2 separate regions of the Sus scrofa genome follow, and region 1 is linked to region 2. A link is a contact called in public HiChIP or PLAC-seq data. All regions are on one chromosome and are shown on one strand. The core of a region is the stretch at or near the end of the contact, and the rest is flanking DNA. Distances in the headings are between cores, read along the strand shown. Region 1 overlaps LBH (protein LBH). Region 2 has its middle 120 kb from the start of LCLAT1.

Evidence for each region. HiChIP or PLAC-seq counts read pairs in DNA pulled down with a chosen protein or histone mark.
Region 1: a contact with region 2 is called in an H3K27ac HiChIP or PLAC-seq map of skeletal muscle, with 3 times the contacts expected there. The contact joins two enhancer-like sites. A contact is called at or near these places in 1 of 47 Hi-C or Micro-C datasets (heart right ventricle) and 1 of 2 datasets of contacts at active chromatin or transcription factors (skeletal muscle).

What each region holds. Positions count from the first base shown.
Region 1 is chr3:109,081,493-109,087,499 of Sscrofa11.1, reverse strand. All of the region lies in intron 2 of LBH (protein LBH), which reads left to right. Among named protein-coding and RNA genes, the nearest start is that of LBH, 29 kb to the left of the region's middle. Within about 2 kb of position 2,504, at least 30 of the 83 cell types and tissues checked have an H3K27ac peak or open chromatin away from gene starts, as enhancers often do. A contact at or near this core is called in skeletal muscle, where this site is marked.
Region 2 is chr3:108,928,726-108,934,540 of Sscrofa11.1, reverse strand. No RefSeq gene overlaps it. Among named protein-coding and RNA genes, the nearest start is that of LCLAT1, 120 kb to the right of the region's middle. Within about 2 kb of position 3,975, at least 19 of the 83 cell types and tissues checked have an H3K27ac peak or open chromatin away from gene starts, as enhancers often do. A contact at or near this core is called in skeletal muscle, where this site is marked.

The DNA of each region.
Region 1 (6,007 bases), core at 1,255-3,754, 150 kb before region 2:
AGGAAAAATAAGAAACCCGGGCCACAGGCCCCTGGAATAGGCTGGGGGAGGGAGGGGAGTGTACAGAAGCGGGAGATTGCAGGGGCTTCTACTGAAAGGCCAGGATCTGGCCAAGGCAAGTGGCTCCCCTTCCAGCTGGCCTAACCCATGCCCTGGGAAAAGAGAGGCACTGAGGGGGAGGTGATGAAGTCACAACCATTTCTCCAAAGAGCCTGGCCTAGAATTTGTGAGCGCAAGCCCAGGAATGCTGCTGATTTGCTCCTGTCCTAAGCCACAGCTGCAGACTCTAAATGCGCCTTGGGAACCCCAGATTTACCTAATAAGAACCATCATTAGGAATTTAAAGTTTACAGAACATATTTGTATGTACCTGCATTTGCTTTTCTCCAAAGCCCTATAAAATGGGTATTAGCATTAATCCCAATTTATAAATGAGGAGAGGAGGATGGGCCACCACACCTTTGAGCCTGTTGGGTACCATACTGGCCCTCAACCTGAAGCATCATGTAATACAGTAGAGAGGAAACTCTTTCCTCATTTTACTCAAGAGGCAACCGAGACTTAGAAAAGTTAGAGACTTGACCCTGGCTATGGAGATAATAAGACATGAGGACAAAGGAAAAGCTGTATCTTTCAGACTCCTCCTCTACCTGTGGGAGTGGCGATTTTCCATTCCAAGTTTGGGGTTGATTCCCCACCTCCCCCGCCCCCGACTGGAACCAGAGAGGGGAGAGGCTCATTGCGTGATTTTGAATGCTGAGACGAAGCCTCCCAGGGCCTTGGAGAGAGACCTGGTTATTCCTCTCAGCCCCTCCACCCCTCCTCCCCTCTCCCCCTACACCAGCAAGCCTCTTGCCTCTGTTCTCCCCCAGCAAAGAGGAGCAGGATGCACAAGCTCCCTGGGTCTCAGCTTGCAGAACTGGTAATGAGCCTTTTATGTCTAGTTAGCTGCCTTTCATCTCCTCTACCCGGGGGTGTCCGTTTTCCCTATTAGCATCTCTCAGCTCTTTGCCGAGCCCTCTGCCCTCTTGGTGGCCAGCTCAAGTTGTCAGGGAGGACAGTGGAGGGAGGTGTGCACACGGGGGAGGGCTGCTCCAACCAGAACCGCTCACATTTTCCATGCTAGGTGCCAGACATCTCTTTCCTCTCCCACCCCTGGGGCAGCCAGGTTTGAGTCACCTGGCTGAGAGGCAGACAGTTGATACCTAGGCCCCCAAATTTCAGGGCTTTGGGGCCCTGGTGTTACCTTTCAGTTTCCCTCCATGGGTGAAATGGGAGCTGACTGGCTGGCAACTTTTATGCTTGAACAAAGGCCTGCTGACTTATTCCTCATCTCCAGGAGCTCACCTTCAACCCCAACCCCAGACTTCCCTCTCTCTCTCTTTTTCTTCTTTTTAGGGCCACACCCTCCGCATATGGTAGTTCCCAGGCTAGGGGTCGAATTGGAGCTGTAGCTGTTGGCCTACACTGCAGCCACAGCAGTGCAGGATCTGAGCCGTGTCTGTGATCTACACCACAGCTCACGACCACACCGGATCTTTAACCCACTGATCGAGGCCAGGGATTGAACCCACATCCTCATGGATACCAGTCAGATTCATTTCTGCTGAGCCACAGTGGGAACTCCTGAACCTAGACTTCCCTGCTCTGAGACTGCCTGTGCTGGTCCATCAACGAAACATCCTGAGCTTCCTGGACAGGCCTGCTTTCACTGTGTCTTGTATTTAACCATTTACTTGTGTAGCTATTCAAATTTATATTAACGTTATATATTTCACATAATTTCATATTACTATTAAATGTCTGTTGATAAAACTTAAAGGAAATTAAAATGTTTAGTCTCAAGTACTTCATAGACACCTGTAGCTGGTGCTTACCATTGGACAGTGCAGATAGAAAACATTTCCTTTTTTTTTTTTTTTGTCTTTCTGCCTTTTCTAGGGCTGCTCCTGTGGCATATGGAGGTTCCCAGGCTAGGGGTCGAATCGGAGCTGTAGCCACTGGCCTATGCCAGAGCCACAGCAATGCGGGATCTGAGCCACGTCTGCAACCTACACCACAGCTCACGGCAACGCCAGATCCTTAACCCACTGAGCAAGGTCAGGGATCGAACCCACAACCTTATGGTTCCTAGTCGGATTCGTTAGCCACTGCGCCACGATGGGAACTCCAACGTTTCCATCATTGTGGAAAGTTCTCCAGGACAGCTCTGATCTACACGGCCAGAAGTTCCAGTATGTTGACATCACACGCTGTTTCTCCCTAGAAGGTCCTCAAGCTCCTTTGACCTTTTGAGTGAACTCATTGGAGTTCCCAAAATGTCAGGGCTTGTTGGGATTGGAGGCCACCTGGCAAAGGATGGCCTCTGTAAATTTCGCCATGCCCAAGTTTAAATGCCTGCTGTTCCTCCAGAGGGAGATGCGAAATGTTCCTGGTGCAGGTGATTTGAAGACGTCTCCCCATTTGCAAAGCAGGGAGCTTGCTGTCCATCTGGGCTGGCAGCCCAGTGTGACAGCTGGATGAGGAGTCCAGGGTTGGCAGACAGCGGAAGGGGCAGGGCTGACAGAATCCCAGCTGGGATGGATGCTTCTAGATCTGTCCTGTGCTTGGGGTGAGGGTGGGAAATGCCTCTCAGCCTCCTCATCTTCCCTTCTGAGCCTCTTGGAAATGAGCCTTTCCTGCAGAGAAAAGAGAAAAGGATTTTATTTCCCTGGCCTTTCCCCAGTCCGGGGAGAAGGGGTGTTTTGGGGTAAGAGGTTTAACCAGAAGCAGTTTCTTTTTGGAACAGGGGCAGTGCTTTATTCCCTGCCAGTTCCTGCAGGCAAACAGCATGCCGGGCTGGCCTGCTGCCCCAGCCCTACCTGTCATGTGCTTGGCAAGTCTGACTTGAGTCCTTTTTTCCACTGCCTTCCCCGCCCCGTCAAATTGCCGTTGCAACCTCTCATTTTTCTGCTGCCTAGATGATTAAAAAGCATGACTTAGTGGAAAAATCTTGACCTCCTTGGGGTCAGCCTCTTAGGCAGCTGTTGGAGATAAGATTGTACTGGCAAAATACTAGGCTACACTTTGCAAGGCTTTCTGTCTGGGTGTGAGGAAATGAGAAGCTGTTTGGTTCTGGGTGCGTTTTGTTTGTCTTTGGAGAGAGCTACAATTTTCAGAGGCATAAATTGTATTCTCTGATAATAAAATAAAATCTCTGATGGGAGGGTTGGATTATTATAGTGATTTTTTGAAATGTAATGAACAGGCTTTGTAAAAAAAAAAAAATTTTTTTTTTTTGATGGCGCTTGGCTTGAGCAATTCAGGGAGCAAAGTTCTCTGGCAACTAAGCAGTATCAGAAGTTCAATGCTCAGACGTCCCCCAAGGACTTAAAAGACTTAATTGTGCAGCTCTGGTATGAAAAGCATTGTTTGGAGTTGTTTTAATTACTTGTTAGTATTGCTGCCTCTCGCTTAGGGATTGAGTACTTACCGTAGTCCTGTTGAAACTGCTCCAAAAGAGGACATTCCAATTTGAATTTAGCATATGTCTTCAAAGCATTTTATCGTCTTGGTATTTGCCAAGCATTTGTACCCATCCAGTGAGACCAGACAATCTCTTCACGTCATCAAAGGAATAACAGAGGCCCTGGCGGCGGAGAGGGCTTTGTTAGGGTCTCGTGGAAAATCAGGGTCTCTGGCTTGACACTGTCTTAACACATGAACATCTCCTTTGAAATCTTGAGGGCCTGAGTTTGGGTCCCCACCCGACCACTTCCTAGCTCTGTGGCCTTGAGTAAGTCACTTGCCTGCTCTGTGCTTGAGTTTCCTCATCCAGCCAGTAGTGATCACACCACTTCAGAGGATTACTGTGGAGACGGAGATTCTGCTCAGCAAATGTGCCTGGTATATCTTCCACCATCATCCTCCTTATTTTAACGTTTCCCCCTGCTTTTAGTTCGTTAAAGACCCTTTCCCAGCATAAAAGGAGATCACTTGCTCTGCACCCTTGTTGTTGTCCCTCTGCTGGCCTTGCTGCTGCTTGTCCCTTTGGCTCTTCCTCAGCTTGGGTGATCTGAATTAGAAGCCAGTTGCGACCTCTCTCAGCTGTGGAGTCACAGCGTGGGCACAGCCCTGGGCTTGAGGTCGGAGGGTAGAGGCAGGGGCCCAGGTCTGTCCCGGGCCAGGTGTCACCTCCCCTTGAAATTTCATGGCTCTGTCCTTGACGATCTGGAACAACGGTGCAGACGGGGAAGCTCATTTCTGGACCTGGCTGCCCAGACGGTCGTCTGAACTGGGGCCCGCATGGGGGCCTCCAGCAGCCAGCTGGGCTCTTAAGGCCTGGGATCTTGCCTGCCCTCCCTGGTCGGTTTTCTATTGACCCAGGAGTGTCCATTCATTTTCCAAAAGGCACAGGTGCCATGAACAGCAGATCTAGGTTTGAATCCTGCCTCTCCCATGTGACCCCCAGGTCCCCAGGGTCTCTCTGCTCCTAGGGGGTTTGATAAAGCCCAAGGGAAGTCATGTGTGAAAGTGTGCTTTCCATCGTGGGGTTCCCCTTTCATGCCCAGAGCCCATGCTTGGAAGGACACCTGTGTCCTCACCCACAAGGAGGGGCTCCAGCTCTACACGAGAAGGGAGGGGGGCCCAAGGAAGCCACTTGGCCCTCTCCCTACTCAGCACACGGGTCTGTGTGCACCGCACAGGCCAGGGCAGCCGTGCAGGGCTGGCTGCCTCTGGAAGAGAAAGCCCAAAGTGGGGGATCAACAGGCCTCCCTTCACCCCAAGCCTAGCCCCTCTCCGCCTTGTTTTCCTCCTGGCTGCTCTTACCATACTTTTTATAAGCCTCGTTAAGTCTTTAATGAAGCCTGGTTGTGCAGCTGGCTTAAGACTTAATCCCCAGCAATAGGGCTTTATTGGATAAATGGTTAATAATCACAGGTCTGCAGGGATTGGGGAGGTTGGGTTGAGGCCCGTGGTTCCCAGCAGCCCCACGTGGCCTGTGACGTGGGCAGGGGACTTGACTGGGGCAGCACTGCTTAGGATTGGGTGCCGTAAGATCAGGCACCCTTATAGCATCCTAGAAGCTGGGGGGCCTGAGTTTGTAGGGGATACTTCTACTTCCTCCGGGAGCCAGAGCCAGGTATAGGGAACCCCCAGCACTTCAAATGTGGGTCTCCACCTTCTCTAGGTTTTGCTTTCCTTTCTTTTTTCTCATTAACAAGCTGTTATGACCCTGAGCAAGTTTCCTGACCTCCTCATATATGAAATGGAGAGTTTGGAAGAGATGGCCTTGAAGGTGCCGTTTGAGCCCCTGTGTCCCAAACAGTGTCTCTTCTCTCTGGCACTTGGGAGTGTCCCTGAGGGCTGTGAGTGACGAGGGACTAGCAGCCCATCGGATTAAGTACTTAAACTGCTGGGCAAAGAATTGGGTCAGCTGTAGTCACAGGGCAGCATGTCCAAAGGGAATCTGCAGAGCCTGAATTGTATAGCCTGGTTTGGGGTTTCTCCCGGCTCTGGGCAGGACCCACAGCAGGCATTAAAAAAAAGAAGTCTCGAAGTTCCCAGTGTGGCTCATCGGGTTAAGAATCCAACACAGTGTCCGTGAGGATGCGGGTTCGACCCCTGGCCTTGCTTAGTGGGCTAAGGGTCCAGCGCTTCTGTGAGCTGCCGCTTAGGTCGCAGATGCTGCTCAGATCTGGCGTTGCTGTGGTGTAGGCCGGCAGCTGTAGCTCTCATTCAACCCCTAGCCTGGGAACTTCCATACTTCACAGGCAAGGCCCTAAAAAGAAAAAAGAAAAAAGTCTCGTGGACGGGACTCTGAAAAAGAAGTCAGCTTTTAGGTATAGGATGGTCAAGAAGCCAGGCATTGGTCACAAGTGAAAAAGAAGCCTGTGGTTGTATTCCCAGCGTGCTTGTGTTTGGGCCCATGTCCCCAACCCTGATTTAACCTTGACTTTACAGCTGCAGTGAGGTCAGAACCCGTCTCATTAGGAGGCCAGTGGTAACGGGTATGGGCTTGGGAATC
Region 2 (5,815 bases), core at 2,726-5,225:
GGGAGTCCTTAGCTATGGTTGGGTTCTTTTTATCTTTTTTTTAAAGCTCAACTCCTACTCTGTCCAATTCTTGCATCAGCCACTGCTCTGCTCCCTGGCACCAAATGTGAAGCATGAAGAACCCATTCAGCTAACTTTCTGAATCATTTGACACTTTCCAGACTCTAGCCTAGGGGTAGCCAAGAGTAGGAGGAGACACAGGAACACGACCCATATATGATTTGTCACCTCCGAATTTACTTTGTCAGGGAAGTTTCCAGAGGGAAAGAGTTGAAAGGGAGGACAGGGAAGGATGAGATTCTTGTTTTCCAAAAAGAGGAAGGCAGCATGCCCAGGGCCAGGGAAGATGAAGTCACTCAGCTTCTCCAAGAAGCCCCCTTCTCCCAGCTCTGAGCAGTGCCCCTCTCCCAAAAAGCCTTCACAAGAGAGTGTTAAGATTAAGATCAGGAAGATAAACAACTCAGCAGGGATCCAGGCTGAGCTGAGTTTAGTGCTGGCATTGACGTACAAGTCAGACCCTGGCTTACTAAGCCAAGCCAAGCCTTGAATTTTAAAATTATGGTGAGGCTCTGTTGTGATTATTTCCAGAGTAAGAGAAAGATGAAGGGAGGCAAGATTGCTTCAAGTGTTCTTTCTTCACCCCAGAAAATGTCCCCTGATGTTGGAAAGGGACTGAGCTCAAAGCAAAATCCTGAACATACAACACCCCAGCTGAGAAAGGGGTGGGAAAGAATGCCTGAATGACAATCCATATGCAGAGATTTGAGGGCATTACATGAGTGTCCAGGAGGAGTGTCTAAGCTAGAGAAGGGCATGTGCAATTCAGACCTGGGTTTTTGCTAAAGGACAGGACCTGGAATATGGAGGCGGCTCTTTGGCACCCTACACTGGTTGGACCTTGTCTGACATGCTGGGTTGGGTTTTGACAAGAGGAGGGCTTCCAGTGGCAAGCACCCTTAGCTCACCACCCCACCCTGGGCCTGGTGTCCCTAGATCCAGAGCTAATCTGGAGTGAGGCATAATGGTGCACATCTAGCAGTCTACATCGCCAGCCTCCCTCATCTTCTTCTGGGAAACCACCCCTCCATCATGCTCTGCCTTACACGGTTAGACATCCACCTCTTTCCAGACATGGGCACATGACCCAATTCTGGGATTTTTTTTTATTAGAATTCTTAGGAAACATTAGTTCATTTTCAGCTGAGTTTGAAGCTGGGAGGATGTGAATGAACACTGCCGGAAACTACCACTTGGAAGCATCTGCTGAGAAGAACATCAACTTAGAGCTGAGAAGTAAAGTCACCTGGGTCCAACAGTTCCTTAAGCAGGAGTGTCCCTCCTTCTTATTTTGCAGTTATAAGAACCTTTGTGCTTAAGACAAGATAAGTTGGGTGTCTGCCATTCCAAGCAAAGGAATCCTCGTAATACAGACAAGGGATAGGTCAATAGCTTTGGCCCTACCTTCTGTTGAAGAATTAAATAACGATTCTTGACTCAACTCCTCCAGCTTCCTCCCCGAGCCTCCCACGTGTCAGTCATACCCAGGACAAGTTTCCCTGGACATGGTGCTTGGGAAATTAAGTGACTTCCAGTTGCAGTGACCCCATCCTTCTTCCATTACCCCAGTTAGTATTTCTGGGCTTTTTCTTTGATTCTGGTTCTGTGACCTAGACTCCCAGATTGTTCTGGATTCTCTGGTCTGGGACTCTATTTGCCTGTTTGGACTTTCCAGAGTTGAACTTTACTTGGCCAGGGTTTCAATTTACCATAAACCTTGAGCATTTGTTGCCTAGCCTGGAAGCGCCTCCCCACAGCCAGGTCCATTCTTTCTCCTGGGAAGAAGGATCTTGAGTAACCAAGACTCTGAGATCTACTCCTAAAGATACTTCCTGACTCCAGTGTAAGTTAGATGCACACCCAAATGGAAACCCAAAGGAGACCCATCAGGTTGGCTAGGAATCTGGAAACCAGGTCCTTAAAGTTAGATGCAACGAAGTTGTGGCATTTGGCCTGGAAAAGAAGTTAAAGGAGAGATGTGATATCTTTCTGCTAGTGTTTATAGGAGTGTCACGTAGGACTGGAACCAATGTTGAATGTCCCAGGGAAATGAATCTGGGGTCATTGGAAGAACTACTTTGGATTATTGTTATGTACTTGAGAATTGACCTTTATTTCAGCAGGAACATCTGTAACATCCTGATCATCTCTCAATGTCATTCTCTGTGTACATGAGCAAACATTCATGGATGAATTCCTGGGAATGGCACTGGGAAGAGCATGAAGAGGGTGAGGAGACCTTGGTGACCTTCGTGGAGAAATGTCATTGCCCAAAGCTGGAGCAAATTCCTGGCCCTCAGGAAGCTGGGAATAAGAATCATTGCCCATGATCCAAGCTTAATTCTAGGGAGCCGAAGTATTTCTTCACTGCGGGACAAAGGGGGGAGTCCCCCTGTGCTAAATCAGGGGGCAGCTATCTTCATAAGGCTGGGGGAATGGGGACCCGAGTTTAATAATGGTAAATCTATCAAAACCAAACGGACATAGCCCAAATCCTGTGGGCAATAAACATCCACAGGTGAAATTTTATGAGGTTTTAAAGGGAATTTTATGAGTTTTGAGGGAGCCTCAGTATAAACTGAAACCAGCCATGGAAAAACAATATACTGTGAGCTGTGGAAAGCAATATCTGAAAATTCTGTCACTGTTACCAAACCAAAGAAACTGTTCAGGAGAAGGATAAAGATATGCTAGATTTCCTGTCTCTCCTCTGACTTCTGGTGAGGTAAGCTGTCTTACCAGCAAGAGTTTTAACTCTCTGAGAGAAAGGGCTATTTAAGGTCTCCTATGTTCTGTATAGCACCTGGTACAATGCAGGTGAGCATACGTGCATATACAAACACACGCAAAATAATTCTAAGATAAAGGCAATAATATTTGTGAGTACTTCCACCTGGAGTCCCCACTGTCCTGGGGACTTTATGTATCATATGTAGGAAACTTGAACTCTGAATGTTAAGATTTCCCAAGGTCCCATAGGGAATAAATAGCTGAAGTCTGATTTTAATCCAGGTCTGTCTGTCCCTAGAGCCCATGGCCTTTCAACCACAACCATGGTTGCCAGGCTTTTGGATTTCATCAACCAATGCAGTTTCAAAACACTCCAGAGAACCTGCTTGGGTTGCCAATATTTTATGGACAGGCTCTTGTTAAGAATTGAGAAAGTTATATTAAAAATGGGCAAAAAGACAGGATGTGAGCTCAGAAGGAAGAGAAAAAATTGAGCAATATGAAATACTCCATGCCTTAATGCTCACTCGTGTGTGTGTGTGTGTGTGTGTGTGTGTGTGTGTGTGTGTGTGTGTACCTGAAAAAACATTGTCATTAATGGGCATGACCTTGGCTCTTGGAACCAAAACTCTCTACCACACCTCACTTTCTTCACTCCTGTACCACCTGGTACCATGTCCCACACAAAGCAGGTGCTTAAGACTTGCTATTGAATGACTAAGATTATTGGCTCTTTTCGGTTGGATCCTCTGCACAAACCTCAGTGGTGGCGTTCTTAGCAGGGCCCCAGACCTAAATAAGGCACTTCATCTCATTTACCTTTGTGTTCGAGGCTTAAGAAAACCTGGACTTTGCCACCACTTCCTCGTCCATCCCCTCTACAACAGCAAGATTTCTCCTTTGGCAGTTTCTCTCCATACAGCTTTGTTTCTTTTCACTACAGAGATTTCATCACTGCCCCTCTGGCCTAGACTCTCACCCTCAGAGGTTCTCTAAGGAATGGGGTCAGGGAGGCCCTTGCAACCCTAAGAGGTGAATGGTCACTTCAGCCTGGGGAGTCTGTTGTGCGTGCCCTTATCCGAGTTCTTCCGCTGAACGACCTTGGGAAATTCTCTCCTCTTCTCTGGACCTCTGTTTTTTTATGTACAAAATGAGAGGGATCAGGCCAAAACATCTCAAAGGGTGCTTCGCTTCCAGTCTTGGCAACCTACCCCTCTCTTCCATCTGGCTGATTGCAGCTCCTTCCACATCAGGGCTCCTTTTGTTTGAGAAAATCTGGGATTTGGGGATGGATTCAATGACAAGTTGGCTCTTGAAGGAGGTTCTGTAATATGATCGTGCAGCTGTTTAGTGATTCTACATGAGTGTACGATCACTTCAGGGTGGAATGTCAAAGTTTACCAGACATTATCTTGGACCAATTCTCCTTTTTCCATGAGACCAAATCATTATCCTCAAAAGCATTACTAATTGTGCACATCCACCAGATGCTGGAAGGCCCTCGCTGGGAAGCAGAGGACCCACGCTGGGGGTCAGCCACCTCGCTGGGTTTCTCTTGGGCTGGCCTTCCACTGGAGGGCCTGGCGGGAGGCCAGGCTGTGCCCTGGAATAAATGACTTGTCAAGTCACCAGCCATAGCCTCAGGAAGTGCTCTCACATCCTCTAGGCCTTTCATTTATCTTGCAGCTGTAAAACCAGCTCTCCTTAGAAGCCTACCTCACTGAGGGAAAGGTTCAGTTACAGGGCCCAAGTTTTAAAACAGATTTTTTTTTTAAGACTTCCTTGCCCTTTAATTTTAGAACAGTTACTCTCTGACACCCATCAGAACAAGGCTATTTGGAAGTCATCTCGAAACAGAGGAGAAGAGGAGCGAGCAAGCACTGAGCTGCCTGCTGGATGGACTTTGGTTGCTTTTGCACATACAGATCAAAAGCCTCCTGAGCAGTTAACCCTCAGCAAGGGAGCGACTCCTACAAACAGAGAGGATTTGGCAAAAGGGAGTGAGCCCTGCGTGCAAATGCTTTGCCTTTATCAGCACTGGAGATTTCTAGTCGCCTCTATAAATATCCTAAAGATGAGCTTTGGCTCCACTCTGAAAACAGCCCTGGGACCTACAAGCCATCTTAACCTGCAGGGGGTAAGGTTCCCCAGACTCGCAAGATTATGCAGTAACCCTTTCAGTCAAGATCCCTGGATGTGTGGAGGAGATGCCCAGCTTTGTGTGATCTCTTTCTCCTTGGTGATATTCTATATTTTAATCTCTGGTGATCAGTATAAAAGCTAGAGTAAAAACAGAAAATGAAGACTTCCCACCATGGTCAGTGGGTTAAGAATCTGACTGCAGCAGCGTGGGTCGCAGCAGAGGCATGGGTTCAATCCCCAGCCTGGATCAGTGGGTCAAAAGATCCTGTGTTTATGCCTGAGGAGTAGGTTACAGCTGCAGCTGGGATTCAATCCCTGGCCCGGAAACTTCCATATGCCTTTGATGCAGGCATTAAAAAAGAAAAAGAAAAAGAAAATGAAAGCCTTGGAGAAGTGGCAAAACCAAAAAGACAGAGACACAATGAGTCATATGTCAAAAGAAGAAATATTGAAGGACAGCATGAGAATGAGATGATTCAGGAGATGTCTTTGGGGAGTGGCCACAAAAGATGTTTGAGACCAGCAAGGGCCCAGAGACCCTCAGAGAAGCCAACCTGGGGAAGACTTGCCCGAAACTAGGAATGCACCTTGAAGAAGTGCCTGCGAGGGGGAGGGCGGGGAAGGACACTGCTCCAGGGACCCTGAGGCAGGTCCAACCTGACCTCCACGGAAGGCCCAGAGAGCCCCCAGGGAAGGTTCCCCACTGGCTCTGCAGCAGAGACATTGGAGGGGAAAAGCCAGTCCAGGGGCAGCTGGGAGAAGAGGGCGGGAGGAGGCCCTGATGAGGAGGTGTTGGGGGCAATTTGCTGGGGCTCTAACCACCCAAGGGGGCCCAGGCCCACCAAGAAGGAGCTCCTTTGACCCATTACTCAAAGTTACGGAGAAA